Linked DNA regions of Mus musculus: regions 1, 3 and 4 are each linked to region 2. A link is a contact called in public HiChIP or PLAC-seq and promoter capture Hi-C data. All regions are on one chromosome and are shown on one strand. The core of a region is the stretch at or near the end of the contact, and the rest is flanking DNA. Distances in the headings are between cores, read along the strand shown. Region 1 has its middle 16 kb from the start of 4930484H19Rik. Region 2 holds the start of Lrig3 (leucine-rich repeats and immunoglobulin-like domains 3). Region 3 holds the start of Atp23 (ATP23 metallopeptidase and ATP synthase assembly factor homolog). Region 4 has its middle 130 kb from the start of Gm40797.

Evidence for each region. Promoter capture Hi-C pulls out the DNA fragments that hold promoters and counts their contacts. HiChIP or PLAC-seq counts read pairs in DNA pulled down with a chosen protein or histone mark.
Region 1: a contact with region 2 is called in a promoter capture Hi-C map of hippocampal neurons, with 2.9 times the contacts expected there. The contact joins the enhancer-like site here to the promoter of Lrig3 in region 2. A contact is called at or near these places in 2 of 39 promoter capture datasets (hippocampal neurons and pre-B cells), 3 of 115 datasets of contacts at active chromatin or transcription factors (astrocytes, embryonic stem cells and stem cell-derived neural progenitor cells) and 1 of 9 other capture datasets (embryonic stem cells).
Region 3: an H3K4me3 HiChIP or PLAC-seq map of craniofacial prominence shows a contact between it and region 2, with 4 times the contacts expected there. The contact joins the promoter of Atp23 here to the promoter of Lrig3 in region 2. A contact is called at or near these places in 4 of 115 datasets of contacts at active chromatin or transcription factors (astrocytes, craniofacial prominence, embryonic forebrain and 1 more).
Region 4: an H3K4me3 HiChIP or PLAC-seq map of microglia shows a contact between it and region 2, with 5 times the contacts expected there. The contact joins the enhancer-like site here to the promoter of Lrig3 in region 2. A contact is called at or near these places in 1 of 39 promoter capture datasets (hippocampal neurons), 1 of 484 Hi-C or Micro-C datasets (LSK cells), 11 of 115 datasets of contacts at active chromatin or transcription factors (astrocytes, bone marrow-derived macrophages, craniofacial prominence and 7 more) and 3 of 9 other capture datasets (adipose tissue, embryonic stem cells and liver).

Annotation. Positions count from the first base shown.
Region 1 is chr10:126,808,115-126,811,069 of GRCm38.p6, reverse strand. It overlaps the pseudogene Gm9111. Among named protein-coding and RNA genes, the nearest start is that of 4930484H19Rik, 16 kb to the right of the region's middle. Within about 2 kb of position 1,404, at least 47 of the 459 cell types and tissues checked have an H3K27ac peak or open chromatin away from gene starts, as enhancers often do. A contact at or near this core is called in hippocampal neurons, where this site is marked.
Region 2 is chr10:125,964,895-125,967,594 of GRCm38.p6, reverse strand. It overlaps Lrig3 (leucine-rich repeats and immunoglobulin-like domains 3), which reads right to left and starts at 1,376. Exons shown (of 19, transcript NM_177152.5): 1 at 884-1,376. The coding sequence starts at 1,119.
Region 3 is chr10:126,899,831-126,902,690 of GRCm38.p6, reverse strand. It overlaps Atp23 (ATP23 metallopeptidase and ATP synthase assembly factor homolog), which reads left to right and starts at 1,320. Exons shown (of 6, transcript NM_001159559.1): 1 at 1,320-1,589. The coding sequence starts at 1,403.
Region 4 is chr10:126,528,770-126,531,626 of GRCm38.p6, reverse strand. No RefSeq gene overlaps it. Among named protein-coding and RNA genes, the nearest start is that of Gm40797, 130 kb to the left of the region's middle. Within about 2 kb of position 1,281, at least 5 of the 459 cell types and tissues checked have an H3K27ac peak or open chromatin away from gene starts, as enhancers often do. A contact at or near this core is called in microglia, where this site is marked.

The DNA.
Region 1 (2,955 bases), core at 155-2,654, 840 kb before region 2:
TTGACTCTGGCTAGCCATGGTCTGAAGGGCCTGAGATTTGTGTGGGTCGTCTGCTCTCACGGGCAGCAAGGGCAAGAGAACTGTGGTAGTTGGAACCTTTCCCAGGCCTGATTAACCTTGTATAATGTTTGAACAAAGTAACTGGAGTGAGCTAGCTGGGTGTCAGGCTTCTCCAAGAAGGCAAAACCCTCTGATCTTTCCGGAAATGAAGCTTAACGACTTGGTGAGCTTCTCTCTCCACGGTGGCACCTACTACCTACATCAATCAACAGAGGGCGCTGCTTACTGGCTTGCTCCTCATGGTTTGCTCAGCCTGCTGTCTTATAGAACCCAGGACCACCAGCCAGGGATGTCCTAAATCACTAATTAAGGAAACGCACAATGGGCTTGCCTACAGCCAGATCTTATGGAGGCAAGTTTTCAATCTAAGTGCATCCCTCTCAGATCACTCTGGCTTGTGTCAACTCGACATAAAACTAGCCAGTGCTCTGTGACAAAATCTGACAAAGCAGCAGGAGGAAACAATTTTGCCCCACAGAAATGTGCACATCTAACAAATTAGCTCAGAGAGCCATTGTGGCTGGGCGCCAACATGGCCATCGGCAGTCTTTGAGCATTCATGTCCCTCTCACATTACCCCCTCTCCTTTGGTTTGGGTCTTGTTGAATCTGGTGATGCCTGGTCTGGACCCCTCCCCCCACCCGTACCTGTCTCTCCCCAGTGTGCCCAGTAAGAGCGCCAGCTGCTAGCCACATTCAGGAAACCATGTCAAGATGATATTTTAAAGTTCTTGTATGAGTTTTAGGCGGCAGACATAGTCTTTCAAAGACTGTTTACGCTCCAGATGCCGACTTGGACGGAATCGACACCTGGCAAGTTGATGAGCTTACAGCTGTAACCACTAATGCATTGGAGTTGAATTCAGTGCTTGGCGAGGATGGGGAAACTGAACGACATTGTGATCTATGCAAAGCCAGGCTCCCTGTCCCTGTGGCTGCTCCGTGAACGCCACAGGGTCCTGTCTAGCGTGCACATGCATTTATCAATCAAGAATGTGCTGAAGAAGTTGCTCAAGCGCCGAGGGAAACCGGCTAGAAAACAGACCCGCGGCAATTATCAGACCCGCTGGGCTTGGTTTCATTTTGATGTGCAAGAAACGTGCCCAAGACGCACAAGGTTCAGTGTGCAGACCATGTGCCATCCAAAGAGAAGGGAACACTGCACGTATTCTACTGTGTCAGAAGCACGAGGCTGTCAACTGAACTCTCATCCGTGGTGCCTATCGCCCTGTTTGAGCTGAAAGAGGGCGCTGTAGGAAAACGCTGTTTGTTCTCTGAGCTCTGCTGTGGGAATGGCCGCTTGGGAACCAGCTCACATTGTGGTCCGTGCTCCAGCAGACTGCGGGCAGCAGCCTGGTGCCCGCTAACATGCAGTGAAGCCCCATGAGAACCTGGTCCCGTTCAGCATTGCCCTCCAGCTGCCCACGCGAATCCCAGCAACTGGTCACGCAGGGCATAAGATCGATGCTTATCTTGGCATTTGTTGTATGGGAAGGGATTGTACTAGAATCAAAAGCTTTTAATCCAGCCAATGGTTCCAATAAAAGCACTGAACCATTAAAAAAAAAAAAAAGCCTTAATTTCATGTGACATCATATCTTGAGAAAAGCGACTTAATTAGGAAAAATTCCTTTTCTGTACATGTTATGCGTGCTGACCAGGAGGTAATTGCAAAGCTAAATCGTTCAATGACCTGACAGTGTGTTTTCAGATCACCAGTGCAGTAAAGAAATATTCTCTAGTGACAGGATTGCAAATATTCTACACTTCTAAACCCGTGTTTATCTAGGGTGCGCATACTATCGATTTTTTTTTTGGTTATTCTTTAATTCTTTACCAGTTGCAATTTTTTACTTTGCATTGCATTGTGGGTAATTTATGTTGTTTTGACAGTTTGATTTTCTGCTATAATTTTCAATTCTGTACCCAGAGTTGTACAGACTACTGTTTAGACAAACGACATGGAAATATAGAGGTTATCTATGTAAAATGATTCATATTTCAAAATAGGGTCTTCTGTAAAAAAAAAAAAAGGCCACCACATTGCTATTAAATCACACTTTTTATATTACTTTTTTCCTTGACTGAGGTTTGTTGAATTTACTATTGTAACATATTTCCAAAAACACATTAGTTAAATGGGGTTGAAAATCATGCACGCATATTTTATGGAAAAAATGTGTAGGTATATTTTCAATTTTAAGCTATAAACTCTGGCTTTCCATGGATGATTAAAATATTCTGGCCCATTTAAAATGAACTACATAATAAAAGTGGTGTGCAATAATAATTTTACAATGCTTAATAATATAAAGTGCTTTATCTGAAAATGCCCTTTAAAAGGTTTTATGCATAATTCAAATACTTCTGTATAGAAAATGAGTGATGGGCAAATAAAGAACTGATAAAATAATTTAAAAATAGAGGCAGAGATTTCTGCCTTGTTACAGAACCAAGAAGCAGCAACGTGTTCAGATGTCTTTGGCTGTCAGTGACGGGCAGAGCCAGTGAGGGCAGTGTGCCACAGCAGAGATACATTAGGTCCAAACTTTCTAATGTAGGTTTTCTGACTTCAAAAACAGAGGGCACAAAGGGCTTCTGAAGTTTGTTGAATATACTCCTTATTGTCAGTTCTTGTCACCAAAGAGAGTTCGCCCTTGCTTACTTACACTGGAGAGGGATGTTCAGATCTTCAGCCAGGTAACTTCCAGGAGTGCCTTTAACACGCAAAGTAGCCCCGGGGGCCTCCTCCACCCCACCAGAGCGGGAGGATCTGAAGCAAGATTGCAAGCATTCTTCTTGTGCTGCTCTTTAGCTATCCCGAGAGGCAGGAGACAGAAGAGCCAGGTAGAGAGAGAACCAGAGTGTGCTTATTAATGAGGGCTGAACTATTTAT
Region 2 (2,700 bases), core at 127-2,626:
AATATTGTCAGGACCTACGAGTGTTTAAGAGCTGAGAATGTCTGCTAGGCCTAAATTTCAGAATCTTTAAGTATGAAGTGATTTGATTTCTTTTAAACGGGACAACTTCTTTTTTTTTTAAGTGCAACTTTTGCTTTTTTGCTTATGGCTTAAACGCCCCCTCCAATTTTAACAAAATTAGGGGTTGGGAGAGAATAAAGAGAGCTGACATTTGTAAGGACTCGCATTTCCAAGTAAATTATATTTTCTTCCGTGTTCTATCCACACAGTTGGCAGTGACTTCGGGGTTTCTGGCTTCCCAGCTAAAATCCGCCAAACAGCACTCAGCGCAGGCTCTAAACTTGCCCAGATCTCGGTTGTGAAAACCTACTTCCTTTGCTTAATCTACCCGATCAGTCTTCGCACCCAACTTCTCACAGTAACCAAGACGCAGACGCATTTCAAAGTGGCCCGGGAGCGAGGCTGATGGTCTGCTAATGTGAAATTAAGCACTGCGGAGAGAAAAAGTCTGTGCGGCTTTGCTTGAGCAAGGGGGGTTATAAGAGAAAGGCGCGCCTGCAGTGACCGTCTAGGGACCCTAACTAACCCCTGAGAAGCTACAGTTGGGCCAGTTTCCTACATAAACTCAGAAGAAAACTTGCAAAATACAGTGTCTCGCAGACTGGCTCCCAATCGCAGGCGTCGGGTCTGCTGGCCTAGGAGTGGCGACTCAAGAACCCACCTGCGCGGATGCAGAGGGAGACTGAGTCCCCCCACAGGGCTCCGGTAGCGGCCTGGGCGCTGTATAGTGCGCTCTGAGCCCCGGGCCTAGGCGGACTCTTCTGGTCTCGCACCCCTGGCGGGCCGGTCTCCTTCACCCCACCGGAATGATACTGATACTCACAGCCGTGTGACCCAGGCCGGGAGAGGATCGGGAAGGCGAACCAGCCGCCGCCGGCTGCAGTCCAGCAGGTCCCCGAGGCAGTGGCAGGCGGCTGGACACGGGCGCTGCGCATCGTCGTCCAAGAGCTGCCCGGGAGCCCCGTGGCCTCCGCTTCCCGCCGGGCCCGCGCGCCCCAGCCCCGCGCACAGCAGCAGTCCCAGCGCCGCGGTGGCCGCTCGGAGTCCGGGAGCACCCATCGCCGCGCGCCCCGCCGCCTCCGGTTCGGCCCGGAGCTCTACAACCTCGCGCACCCCCAAAAGCACCGACTCCCAGACCGGGCTGGACACGCCGATCGCCGCCTCGTGCTCCTGGTGGCTCAGTCCCCGCACTGAAGGCCTCGCATGCCCCTGCACAGCGGGAGAGCCAGCAGCGGAGGACCGGCAGCCACGGTGAAGGCAGCCCGAGCGGCGTCCGAGAACGGGATGGCACGCCGAGAAACTTTTCCGCCTGCGGCGGGCGGCGGGGCGCGATGTCCCGGCGCGGCGGAACGGCGAGGCGGGGCGAGAAGGCGGGCGCGCGCCCATTGGCCCGCCTGGCACCCGCGGCCACGTGACAATAACAAGGCTCCAGCCCCGAGCCGGCGCCCGGGAGAAAGTGGAGCTGAGATTGTAGGAAATTCCGAGTTACATTTTCCAGCGTCTGCAGCCAGCAGTCTCCGCTATGTCCTGAGAACCATAGATCAGATGGAATGGGAGGGCAAGAGCGAGCCAGCGAAGGAGCGAGCCAGCGAAGGACTGAGCCGGCTGGTGCTCTGAGCTGCAGTTACTTAAGGGAAACTTTAGAGAGTACAGTTAAAGTAGTTGCAGTGTTCCAAGGCCTTTCAATTCCTAGCGAGAGAACTGTGTCGATTATTATATTGTTGGCGAATGAAACAGTGGCTTTCATAAAAAAAATTAATATCGGTGCCAGTGAGGTCTTTTATGCCCATAAATTGGACATATATAATGTATATGTATGCGTATTTGTATATGATGTATATGTATAGCCTGGCAACCCAGCACTGTATGGAAGAGGCAGGCAGACCTATGAGTTTCGGGCCGGCCAGGACAACACAGTGAGACCCTGTCTCAAACGTATGTGCACATGGATGGATGGCTAGATGGATGGACAAAGGACATGGTTTGGGATATGGGAGCTTGGTTTATAATAGATGGAGCTGGAGGGAATGATAATAAATTAATAAATAACTAAATAAATTAATAAACTAAATAATAAATTAATAAATCCAAGTTGGCAATCAGATTCCAAACAATAGTAGCTAAGAAGAATAAAAGCAACCACACTAATATATGCTAAGACCTTGAAAGAAAAAGCACACGTGCGCATGCACACACGAACGCACGCACAAACACACGTGCACATGCACACACATGCTTACACACACACACACACACACACACACACACACTTACCTTAGTCTACCTGCCTTTTGAATGATGACATTCTTGACTGAAAAGTCTACCAGACTTAAATAAGCTTATCTGTCTGTGGGGTATATTGAGGGAGGAGGTAGAACCAAAATACCAGGCACCCCTGAAGTCTGTCTGGATGTACTCAGCCTGTAACCTGGGTAGCAAGGTGTTGAAAATAATGGAGACCTCAGAGTTGATCTGCTAACACCTCAGGGAAAATAGGTCCCAAAGAGATACCTAACATTTTGTAGGGTGACATAAACTAATTTTAAGGCTCTGTTTCTGTAGGTTGTTGGCTGCATGGTATCTGCCCAAGCATGTCTGTGACTTGGGTTACTTAATCAGCTAGTTGATGCAGGATGAGAT
Region 3 (2,860 bases), core at 71-2,570, 940 kb before region 2:
TGTCTTTACCTCCCCAGGGCTGTTGTTACAGGCACATGTTGCCACTGTCTGCTTGTGTGGTGCTGGGCGTAGAACCCAGCACTTCATGTGTATCAATCAGGCAAGCGCTCTCTCAACTGAGTAACACCTTCAGCCTTCTTCTGTAGCTGGGCAAGTTCTATCTGCAAATTAGGGTTGATACTATTTTGCAAGGTTGTCATGAGGACTGGTAATAATGTACATATGTGGACCTTGATAAAAAGAATCTAATCTTTGGCTTATGGCTTTATTAGTCTGTAAGTGCAGGCGCTCATATTTGTATAATATTCCAAGCGAGTGATGCCTTCTGCTTCCCATTCAACTCTTGTTTACGGAGCACCGTGACCCCTAAGTGCTGTTCACAAGGCATTGCATGCCTATTTTTCTTGGACATTTGTCCTCGTTTTCTCCAACTCTACCATCCTGCCTGGCCCGTGGGAGCAGGTGTTTAGCAGTGTGAGCTGAGCTGAATAATTTAGTGAGGAAAGAAACACACACACACACACACACACACTACGTAAAAGCTGGAAGTCTGTCATGAGAGCACTAACACGGACAAAGTGCCTTAAACTGCAGATCTGGCAACATTAATTTTGAGTAAGTGTGCTGGTGGACTCTGATTATGGGAACTGAGGAAAAAGCCTTTTTTTTTTTTTTTTAAGATTTATATATAAATACATTGTAGCTGTCTTCATAAACACCAGAAGAGGGTGTCAAATTACAGATGGTTGTGAGTCACGATGTGGGTGCTGGGATTTGAACTCAGGACCTTCGGAAGAGCAGTCAGTGTTCTTAACCGCTGAGCCATCTTTCCAACCACCCCCTTCTTTTTAAAAGATTTATTTTATTATATGAGTACACTGTAGCTGTTTCCAGACACACAAGAGGGCATCAGATCCCATTACAGATGGTTGTGAGCCACCATGTGGTTACTGGGAATTGAACTCATGACCTTTGGACGAGCAGTCAGTGCTCTTATCCACTGAGCCATCTCTCCAGACCCAAGATGTGTGTATCTTATTTCTGAGCAAGAGGAGGGTTGATGAATGGGTCCCCAGGAGCCACATTTTGATGAGACCAACCAGTCTTTGAAATATCCAAGCGTTTCTGAAAACACTGCCTTTAATTCGGTGTGAGTGGGTAGCGGGAATAAGAGAAACAGCAGGTGAGGGAGTGGGAGGATGGTTGAGGTGCAGAAGGCAATATAGTGGCCAGCATCGGCGGTCGCGAGGCACCGCCCATCAGCCCCGCCCACCGACCACGCCTACCAAGCCCCGCCCACGAGCTGCACGCCGCGTCTCCTTCGTGCTGGCCCGCGGAGCGTGCGCCGGCGGCGGAAGCGGCTGTCCTAGGTCGAGCGGGCAGGAGGAGGCTTGCGGGCCTCATGGCAGGAGCTCCGGGCGGCGGCGAGCTCGGCCCTGCGGCTGGCGAGCCACTGCTGCAGCGACCCGACTCTGGCCAGGGCTCGCCTGAGCCGCCGGCCCACGGGAAGCCCCAGCAGGGCTTCCTCTCCAGCCTCTTCACCCGGGACCAGAGTTGTCCGCTCATGCTCCAGAAGACGCTGGATACCAGTAAGAGCCGCGACCTGGAGGCTGGGGTCGGGGTGGCACAGGACCCGGGGGGTGAGGAAGGGCCCGGACGTGCCCCCACTGATCCCGGACTGCACTGCAGCCCTAGGGCTGCGTGGGCGGGAGGGGGCGTGGGCCTCCGCCCCACTCGCGCTTCTGAAGGCCTGGGCTGGGAGTCTGCCCTCCTGGGTCACACTCACCAGTTTCTTATGTAAGTTTTGCAGCGGCACGGGCTCTAGGGTGCAGGTGAGAGCTGGAAAGAGCTCCATTCATTAATAAGGCAGCTCTACTTCTGGCTATGCACCCCTTCCCTGGGGTGGGGGTGGGGTGGGCGATTCTTTAACCTTCAGTCACTGCAGTAGGAACTGTGGAGAATGCTAGAATAGGAACTTTTGAAAACCCTCGTGTTTATGCACCTAAGTGCATTTTTCTAGGGAGAGTTCCTAGCTTCATCATAGTCTCTAAGAAGCCTGTGACATCTAAGAGGTTTATTATTGCCGCGGGTCACCCAGGCACACTGGCTCCCACTGAGCAATTTATCTCCAGTCCCGGGACACTGCCTTGCTCCTCTGCATCTGCAGATTGCCTGTCTACCTCAGATTTATTTAGGAAAGTAAGATTTAAATGTATTCGACCCTCCAAATAGTTACTATTTTATAGCAGAATTGGTCATAATTCAATCATCAACTGATCAAAGATTTTACTGTCTTCTTTTTAAAGCTTTTTTTTTTTTGATTTCTTTATTTTTGTGTGTGATTGTCTCGCCTGCATGTGTGTCTGCGCACTCTCTGCATTCCTGGTGTCCAGGACTGTGAGCTACTATGCAGGTGCTGGGGAACTCACCCTGGGTTCTCAGCGAGAGCAACAAGTGCTACTAACCACTGAGCCATCTTTTTAGCTCCCTTCCTCCCTCCCTCCTTTCCTCTCCCTCCTCAGAGGTGAGAACTGAACCTAAGACCTTGTGCTTACCAGGCAAGGCCCTACCACTGGGCTCAATCCCTAAGCCACCGTTCTTCTCTCTTACTGGCCATAGACTCACACATTTCTGCTTGCTAACCCTCATTGAAGAACTTTGGTGGGCAGGTCCCATTGGGCTGTGGTACTCAGAGCGAGGCATGGTGCTACCACAGAGAGCAGTGTAGGCGCTGCCTTCCTCCAGTCTAGGTTCTATGCTGGTTTGTTTTTCTAACCGTGGCCCAGGATGCCCATGTTCTCCTAACACGGGCCCTAATGCGAAGCGTTTAGTCACTTTAGCAAAACCAACTTTCGGTATA
Region 4 (2,857 bases), core at 32-2,531, 560 kb before region 2:
TCTCTTACCTTAAGACCAGGTCCAATTCCACCTATTTCCAGTAGGGGTCACTGTGGTTCTTCAGTAGTTAAAAAATTTTTATTTATTTATTTATGTTTTTTTTTTTTTTTTTTTTCCAATTTGGCATCCCTGTTAGAAGGGGAGAAAAGCATTCTGTCATGGTTATTATTTTTAGCAAAGTTAAGGGAAATGTTAAAATGATAGCCTCCTTTTTTAAATACAAAGAACACTTCGCAGAGCAATTGAGCTTTTTCCAGCTTCTGCATCCCAGGCTGTAACTATCAGAAACATTTCTATCTTACACCGATGACCCAAATTTAATTTATTAGTGTGAAGTATTATCCCTATTCCATTTATTCTGCCATTAAGACAGAATTAAACTCGTTCTTTCCATGGTGTGACGGTGGCAGGCTACCTGTTTCCACTTGCAGACTAGTGCCCTTTTTCTTCCTTCCTTCCTTCTTCCTTTTTTTTTCCCCCAGAAGGTGGCTTCCCAGCAGTACAGAAATACAGCTTCCGAAAAAGTTCATTAATAATGAAGTATCAAAGTTAATTAATGGCACATGAGATATGCAGATGTAAGGACCATTTTCTAAGGTCAATGAAGGAGATCCAGAAAATTCAGACATTGTTGCATCTTGAAAAGAATTCCCCCTGGTGAATTCAGCAGGAATGTAGACTAGGTATTTGTTTGGGAAAAAAAAGATCAAATATTAAGAATTAGAAAGAGGAAATATAGTCTCCGAATATTAAGAAGACGCATGCTGAGTATAACATCCAAGTGCCGGAGCGATGTGACCATCAAAGTCCTGATTTCTCCTCCTGGATCTTTAACTTTATATCGCGGGGAACCAAGAAACCTTAAATATGATATTGCTTTGAAAAATCTCATCTTTTCCTCTCATCCCCTTTTTACTACTTGCAGCCTTGAAAAATGCTGTCCCGATCACCTTGCAAGATCATCTTCTATTTCACAGCCTGGGGCCCTTTGCTTCCTGACATATCCTTATTTCTATAGCATTTTGACTACATTCCCAGACGTTTCCCCACTCCCGCGGCCTCTCAATGCATTTCAAAATCGATTTTCTTGGGTATTTGTCGCAGACCTCACATTTAGCAGGATTAGGGGAGGTACCGGGGCAGGTGCTACAACCTAGAACTCCACCAGTCACCTTATAGTCAGGGCAAAAGTCTTTGAGACTATGCGTAAGTTGGGTCTCATCTGGGCTCAGGCACACAACTCCATTTCTCCAACTTTGCTGAAAACCACCAAGGTCTGGGCAGCAAGAGGCAGGCAGGGCTGACTGGAGAGGGACTCCACTGAGTTTAGAACCTTTACTCTCTCTGTTAGTTACACTTCCTGAAAGACCAGTCTCTGTTTCTAAAATGAGAAGAGTAATGGTTGCCTTGACACAGTTTTAACCATAAGTAAGTAACTAGGATTTTTCTTTTGTTTGGAAAGCTCCTTAAGTTTTTCTCTTCAAAGGATGGAGCCAGCGTTTTCTTCATAATCCAGAATCATCAGAAGTGATTTAAAAATATTTCCTCGGGGCTGTCTCTTATGTAGGTCATCTCTCCTTAAGTCCAGTGTTTCTGCATTTTAATATTCAAAGTGGGGTTTTAAGTTGGCAAAACTGGAATTCTAGCCCTGTTCTAACACTAACTTGCATGTGACTTTCATAATCCCAATTAAATTAATTTGGAGACCATTAGAATAAGGATCCTGATGATGGTACAGCATGTGGTTAGAGTAAAATAATAGCAGCAGTATCGGGTCACGTGATCGCCATGCCTCTGCCTCGAAGGTGCGTTTGATTGAGGAGTGAGCGGTTAAAGCGCAGGTCGTGGGTGTGCCCTGGTCTGTAGGAAGGCATCTGTGTTGTCAAGGAGCTCACCTTCCAGCACGATGGGAGAGGCACGATTCTCTGCTTTCCCTCAGAGACTGAGACACCATCGTAGCCCATGGCTGGCATGTGGGATGGGGTTGTTCTAGAGCGTATTATTAGGGAAAGCCTCTGTGACGAACTGGCGTTTGAAGATTTTGACGATGGAAAGAAAACAGCCAGGTAAAGACTGGATTGGGGAATGATATGGAGGAGGGAGCAAAGGCCCCAAAGGTGGACTGACTGTGTGAGGTTGAAGGAGCGGGCTGCTGGCAAAACTTCAGACTCAAACCATGATACACACCTTGATCAGGCTTTTCTTTACCCCTCATACTTGAGAGGACTCCTAAGCTCTGAATGTCTGCTGGAAGCACTTTGCCTGAGCCTTTCCCATCATGCTTATTTTCAGTGAAACTCAGTGTCCTTCTAAGTGCAAGCTCTCCGGATCTAGGCACTGACCTTCCTTTGAGAGACTAGCCTAGCCTAGTGCATTCCCTTTTCAGTAGGATAAGCAGGTTCGCCCAGAGGAGGTAGTGAGATAAACAACAAACATCAGGTGAAATTTTACTGGGACAGAGAGGAAAACAGAGGGCATCTGTCATTGCCATCAGAGGCAGCTTCCTGAAGCAGATGAAACAGATGCCATCCTTTGGAAATGCATCACTGGCTAACCAGCGCTCAGTTAGAGTCAGATCACTGGCCAACCAGGGCCCACTTAGAGTCAGAACACTGGCCAACCAGGGCACTTAGAGTCAGATCACTGGCCAACCAGGGCCCAGTTAGAGACAGAAAGGAAGCAAGCACAAAGTTTTCTGTGTGAACCCAGTAAGATCCAAGCTGTTATTTTCTACTTTGATCTTATTAGCTTATTAATAGGGAGATTATTAACAGGATTACGTAACAGCATATGTAAATCAGCTAATATTGGCTAGCTCTAATGAAAGATTATGATTATTCTAATCCTCATAATGACT